Linked DNA regions of Danio rerio: region 2 is linked to region 1. Evidence: chromatin contacts called from public HiCAR-type data. All regions are on one chromosome and are shown on one strand. Each heading gives the region's core, a stretch centred on a gene start, on an enhancer-like site or on the middle of the called end of the contact. The rest is flanking DNA. Distances are from core to core; before and after follow the strand shown. Region 1 holds the start of si:dkey-25e12.3. Region 2 holds the start of foxf2b (forkhead box F2b).

Region 1 (3,801 bases), core at 699-3,198:
AGAGCTCCCTCTTTTAAAAGAAGGAAATGAAAGAGATGGGGTGGAAGGTGGGATTCTTCCAAAACAAAGAAAAGGCAGTAGAGCAAAATTTGTCTCTTGATTGTAGGCTTGGATCAATCTGATTTGATTTTTGTTGATTACAGATGAGAGACCAGTAGTGATTAATCATATCACATGCTTCTCTCGAAATTAGTTTGTAATCTTTACTTAGTTTAAGCTAAATATAACCAATATGCTCTTGTGACCTGCTAATATCTTTATGTCATTGCTTTACTTGGAGGGGCACGTTATCAATAACTCATTATCATTAACTCATTCTTAACTTCTTATGGACTTAAACTGTTCATTTTGATGTAGATAGAACACGTTTCGATTATTTCTAATGTCAGATGTGCAGAAGTGTTACATTTACACATGGGAGTTCATGAAAGAATGAGTTAATGATAATGCCTTAAATCATCATTAGATCTCAATGATGTTTAATGTACATATTAATTACATTATTCAGTTACAGCTATAATAATGTGTTGGCAGAAAAACAAATTCTATGGAAGTCAATGGTTACAGGTTTCCAACATTTTTCAAAATATCTTCTTTTTGTGTTGCAGCAGAAAGAAGTTAAAACATTTGAACTAAGTATAGGACGAGTAAATGCTGATGACTAGTTAATGCATTTAATTATCAGTTTCTGGCTTATTTTTGGTCACGCAATATGTTGTTGTTGTTCATCTGATGTTTTATTTCCCAATGTAAAGACCTGCCAAAGGTTTAATAATTGCTTATAGCATATATTAAACACTGAAATTTAACAGGGTGTCTGAACATTATTACAAGATTGTGAACATTTGACACAATCAGAATAATAACCATTACAAAACTGTAACCTTAATGTGAATCGTGTTAGTGTGTTTTTATAATGTCTGGTCTGAACTATCAAGTGTTATTGCTGTTGTTTAGAATTTTTTCTGCATCAAAAAGTTTCAGACTGATGGAGTCTAGTCAGTAAGGCTGATCTGTGTCTGTTTGTAACCAGCAGAGGGCAGTGACAAATAATTTTTCGATGAGAAAAATCAACGAACACCAAATGAGTAAACAATAAAACTTTAATATTATTTTATATCTGAACGTTAGCGTAGGCTACCAGATTTTTTGAAAATCTAGATTAGTGACAGTGGCAGACTATGATTTGATGGGTTCGTTTCTGATATAATGGAGTCATGTGTTCATAATGGGCTTTATTAATTTTTTAATAAAGCTATCACAAAAAGTAACACTTAAAAGTGTGTGTGTGTGTGTGTGCGCGTGCGTGCGTGCGTGCGTGCGTGTGTGTGTGTGTGTGTGTGTGTGTGTGTGTGTATAAAATATATATTTTTATTGTTCTTAGTAATCAGAAAAGCATGCATACACACGTGTCATAAATAAATAGAATCATCAGTATTTAATATTTTTTTTTCATTACATTTTATTTTTGGTTTAAAAACACGACAATATTTTAAAACCTAATAATGATGGAATTAATATAGTTTGACATTTTTACAGATTTGCAGTGATAGACATTTATGAAAAATGTGTAATGTTGTATTGGGTAATTTGAAGTTCATAAAACTATTAAATGTTTTATTTACACATTTATATAACATGGAATGTTCTAAAAAATAAATATCAAAATACATAATTTGCTTTGAACAAAAGAAATTATACCAACATATTGAAAAAAATATATTTCAATATTTAATACTTCATATATCGGTTATTCAAAGACATCATAGTCAAATTTCACTTTTAGATGCAAGTTCCTTTTATTAAACACCCTTTAGATTGTCTTTAAATAAATTATAAATTATTATACTTATAAAACTTATTAATAAAAGTATATTTAAAAATATTGAAAGCTACAGCTGGTGTGACATCATCAGGTCACATGACCATCAAATGACAGTTGTGAATATTTCAAAAGAAATACAAAGTAGGCTGCAATATTCGCACAATGTAACTATTTTAGTGTCCGCTAATAACGCCTGCTCCTGTGAGTTCAAATGAATACTGCAATGTGAGTAAGTGTGTGACGGTTTTAGTGAGAAAGACTATTAAGCCTTGTCTCGCCTTGTCACTCCGTTAATTCTCACCTATTACATTGTATTTTCATGTTAGACGCCTTTTTTCGTGTCAAGCTTTTTTACGACAGTCTCTGGATTTGCTCAAACCGAAAGTGTCAGGACGCACAGTGCTAAAACCGTAAGCAAAATTTATGAAGTTTTATACACGCGGCTAACGTAATACTGTAACGTACTGTATCACCGAGACTCTGTCATAAAACTGATGAGCTCATAGGATTTAAATGGAGGAACACGGAAGAGCGGTTGACACAATTTACTGGAAACTTAAGAGGCGGTTTCGGTTTGCCGGACATTGAGCCAGAATGTGTGATAACAGCTGTTTCTGTGAAAACAAGCAGGATACCATAGACGAAAGCCTGGACAAAACGTGTATCTTCTGTACCATCGCGAAGGGCGATGATCGATACACTGAGATACTCGCAGAGGTACGTTAAGTTGCTCTTATCTCCATTTTTTCTTTCACTTCCATGAATTGGCAGATTCACTCCTCTTTCTAAAGCTAATGTTTTATATAATTTTACATGTTTATAGTCTTCTTTACGAAGAGGAAGTTTTAGTTGTTGTCACTCTAAATTGAAAAATTAAGCCGTCATAATAAACATTAAAAGGGCTGGTCCAGTTATCAAATGCTTCGAGATCTATTCACTGGGGCGGTAACATGACAGAGGACAAATAGTTGTAGAGATTTTTGCTCTTATATTGTAATCAGATGTTTATATGTTGTTTTGTCCAAACCTATATACATTTATAAATATCAAATTAAAAATAAGTTAAAGCTGACGTAGATTCTGACCTCATCCGCGTGACAGGGGCGGGGGAACCCCGAAAACTTACCCACGGAGTGGAAAGATAGATACGTGTCGTGTGTGTGCACACAATATATCCTGTAAATGATGTAGTCCTATCCTGCTGTAATGCTACTAGTAAATATTTTTAATTTTCCATTAAATACTCCAATCGTACGTATTAATTAGCTAAACCAGTATTTAGATACTAGTAAAGTGATAATAGCAGAGTGCTTATTCATTAGATAGTCCTATAGTACTTGGTTCATTAGTCATTATTTTGTTGATAGCAACAAGCCCCAAGAAGCCATGAATTACATTGAATTGAATTTATAACAGGTAATGGTTGTTGTTAGGCACAGGGTGAAACAGATAGTCTGTTTGCTGCTTAGCTGCTACTATCTATTTAATAGACAATAGCACACATATATAGGCTAGATGGATAGTACTTATTTAAAATGTCAATAGTAAGAATTTATTTTTAAAAGTAATGTTTTTAGTTGATCTCTACTGTGGCTACTAGTAAAAGTTACAACAGTTTATTAGGTCTAATAAATAAGTAGTACCTATGAATAGCTTAAGATTTAAGATGTAATGATTAAGTAATAATAACCATCATTTAATGAATGTTTACAGGGAATATTTTAAAAAGATAGTAGTCACTTGGAATAATTATTAGCTAGAAATAAATATGTGATATTAAAAACAGTCTCTGTTGGAATTCATACTATAGTCAATACTTCATTTTTATGTCACTTACAGATTCCTGTATAAGTCAATGGGAGGAAAAGACAGATTTTTAGCCATCACTGAGTGTAATATTTACTTAAGTACATTTGTGCAGATATATTTTAATTAGTTTTTATATTAATTTAAATAATTATAATAATTTATTTGAT
Region 2 (3,379 bases), core at 796-3,295, 140 kb before region 1:
AATCGTACTTTTAAACCATTAGCATTAACTAAAAGAAAAGAATAATTTTTTTCGATATATTTATGAAGTGCATAAACTGTGTCTTAGGGTTTAATTGGTAATAGTTAATTGGGTTAAATTTGTGTATAGAAATCTTGTAAACTTACAACGATTCTTGGAGCAGCAGTAATAATAGTATTCACAAAGATAGAAACAACAATAATATTTACAACAAATAAAATAATGAAAATAATTATTGTTAGTATAGGCTAATTTATTTAATAAACTTATTTGTTTATCTTGCTACCAATTAAAAAAGCAAACAATGAATCGTGGCCTATACATTGAAAATTTAGCAATTACAAAGAAATATACAACATCCTATATGAATTTAGCTTTTGAATATATTTTTTTCCTTTTGTCGCAGAGATCATTAAGATTTATTCAACATTATTAATTCAAAAACATTTATACAATAATATATTTGATATATTCAACCAAATAATAAATTCGCTGTTATTCTTAAGTCAAAGAACTTAGATTTTCTGACAGTTTTATATTTGTCCTTTATTTAGCTATGTATTTGTAATTTGTTACAGGTAGCCTATTGGCATCGCATTTAATAAAATAGACACTTAAATTTTCAATATAATATTAGAAATAATGTAAAATTGTGGCTTGAATGAATCAAAGAATATGTGTACGAGATTTGCTTAATTATAGCTACCTGACATGTCTGCGTTGTCTCTCGCGCTTTGCTGAATATAACCCTGCTCCAGAGAGTAAGTGAATATGCCGGGATGCTGGCCTGTCGGCTGTGAATTGCTTGTAATGGTATTCGCCTGTTTTAGGTATGAAGAGTTTGAAGAAGCCCACAGTGCTGTGCTCTCTGAATACGGCGAGTGGCCTTCAAGGGCGCCTGCCACTGCAGGGGAAGACGGGACTGGGCTGGTGTTGCTCTCCACGGCATAGTCTCCGTTCCCGGGCATTGGGCAGCTAGACATATAGCCGTGTCTAGAGCTTGGGGACATGTGGCCGTGGTGACCACTGCTTATTGATTCATATCCACTGCCGGACAGGTCCAAGTTATAGCCACTGCTATGGCACGCAAGTGCACCGGTAGGCGATTGATAGTCGAAGCTCTGAGGTAAAATGGCGGAACCGAACCCTAGGCCGTTCATCATTCTGTACATTGGTTTCATAGCCTGACATTTTCTCCTAAATCCTCGGGGTCTTCGCCGAAATGACCCTTCCTCGAACATAAATTCGCTTGTTGGGTCTATGGTCCAGTAGTGTCCTTTACCCGGTCGCCCAAGACCTTTTGGTAGTTTTATAAAGCACTCGTTCAGAGACAAGTTGTGCCGAACAGAGTTCTTCCAGCCCTGATAAGAGCCTCGGAAAAACGGGAAGCGTGTTTGTAAAAACTGGTAAATCTCACTAAGTGTCAGTCTTTTGGTTGGTGCGCTCTGAATTGCCATCACAATGAGAGCAATGTAGGAGTAGGGCGGTTTCTCCGGGCGTCGCAGACCTGAGTTGGTCTTTTTACTCTTTGACACTGCGCTATGCTCCTCCAAGTTACCTGTCGAGTTCATCAGTCCTGGATGCAGCGCGGTGGTCGCTGGACTGGTCCTTGTCGGGGGCGTCGACCCCAGGGGTCCGTGAGAGCTTTCAGTCGTCATCGGTCCAGCTGTGACGTACGAAAACAGCCCGTTGTCTGAAGAAAAAGGTAAAGCAAACCCTAGAGGATCGATCGACAACCAATAACGACTTTTAAGAAAAAACAACTGAGGATAAACGCCTCGCTTCAGCTGAAAACCTGTAATAATACAAGCATCACGCATCCGACATAAATGTGACCGTCTTCTGTACGGCGTGGAGTGGTGTGGCAAATAAAAAGCCTGCTGTTTGTGCGAAAAAATATCCAAGCAACATGCGTATTCGTGGTCGTTATCACCGTTTTCAGTTTCACAGTTTCGTGCTAATCCTGGCGGCTGTAATCCCTTTTTGAGAACGAAATGGAAAGACTGAGTTCGTGCAGCTCCTCAACTAAACAAAACTCGACAGCCAATCACTCAATAACTCTCTCCGGCTTTCTCTCTTCTAATCGCTCCTCCTTTCCCGCCTCACCCACCCCCTTAACCCCACAGACCCCTGCAAACTCAAATTTTTCTTTCTCTCAGAGCCTCATGCGCACTGTCCACCAAAATCAACTAACCCTATATCTATCACTATGCGTCAACAAACATCGCGTCTCTCATCATTACCATCATCCCTCTGGCTTAACCCTACTTTGTTTATAAAATATGATTTGGTCATTTCGCCTAAATAGTCAGTGTTGCGCGCTTTATGAGAATAAACTAGAATTAAATGTACTTTAATAAAGATTGCCTCATAGCTTATCAAATGGGTTTAAGGCTATTACCAATGTTTTCTTTGTGAAAAATCGCTTTTACAGGTCGAATTTTAACAGGATGTATTTCTCTAATGACCTTGGATGGCTGTCAATACGAACAAAAACTCAATGAGCGTGAGAGGCCTTAATAAACCTAGCAGGACTAAAATAAATAAATCATGCCATCAAATGAGGGAGACAGTGATCAGCGAGAGGCGAGTGAGAGAAAGTCAGAGACAAGGGAAAGAGGGGGGAATGACTTTGGCTCGAGTGGAAGCAGGCTGTCTCCGTCAAGAGGTTTGGATACCACACACAGCGCTCCAGTATCAACTTACGGGCCCGGGGCTGCTGCACATCCCTCGAGTCCATCGTTCATTAGCAAAAGAAAAAGCCAATTAGCCATTTGGACGTCGACAGCTTCCGCCAACAAAGAAGGGTCACTGCAGTCTTCATAGACCATCAGTATAAGTATTCATATTTATTAATGCAAACATCTAAATTATATTTCTTGTAGTTGTCATGCATATTAACGTATTTTAAAAACTGAATGTCACAGATTAACGCATCGCACTCGGTGACCTGTCAGATGAATGTGTATAATATGTTTAATTGATCATCAAAACGATTATCTGATAATGAACATTTTTATCCGTATTGTTTGATTCACACTTATTGGGTCTATTTACAGTTAGCTTTTTTATTATGGCACAGGATATGTTTTCTCTCGCGTTCTCTTTCCCCTCCCTTTTTAATCACCCAACTCTTTTAAGTGTTCTTGTAAACAAATCGAATCAACAATCCCCTAGTTTTAGCTTACCATGAGGATGTGGATTAAAAACATGTTCCCGCGCTATTTAAGCAGTATTTTGCCGGGTTTCCTCCGCCCGCTGTGCGCCTGACCCCCGCCGAGTCCCGGATACCCGCGGCTGCTCAAGAGGAAACCGAGCTCTGCGCAAGACTTTGAACACAGGCCATCGTCATGAGTGTTTGTGCGTAAGAACTGATGTA

What was found. HiCAR-type assays count read pairs that join an accessible place to other places.
Region 2: a contact with region 1 is called in a HiCAR-type map of caudal fin, with 5 times the contacts expected there. The contact joins the promoter of foxf2b here to the promoter of si:dkey-25e12.3 in region 1. A contact is called at or near these places in 6 of 18 Hi-C or Micro-C datasets (caudal fin, embryo, hematopoietic stem cells and 1 more) and 1 of 4 datasets of contacts at active chromatin or transcription factors (caudal fin).

The regions. Positions count from the first base shown.
Region 1 is chr20:29,264,669-29,268,469 of GRCz12tu, reverse strand. It overlaps si:dkey-25e12.3, which reads left to right and starts at 1,948. Exons shown (of 5, transcript NM_001025555.2): 1 at 1,948-2,542. The coding sequence starts at 2,420.
Region 2 is chr20:29,404,716-29,408,094 of GRCz12tu, reverse strand. It overlaps foxf2b (forkhead box F2b), which reads right to left and starts at 2,045. Exons shown (of 2, transcript XM_003200706.7): 1 at 707-2,045. The coding sequence starts at 1,820. All of the region lies in intron 4 of LOC137488655 (a long non-coding RNA gene), which reads left to right.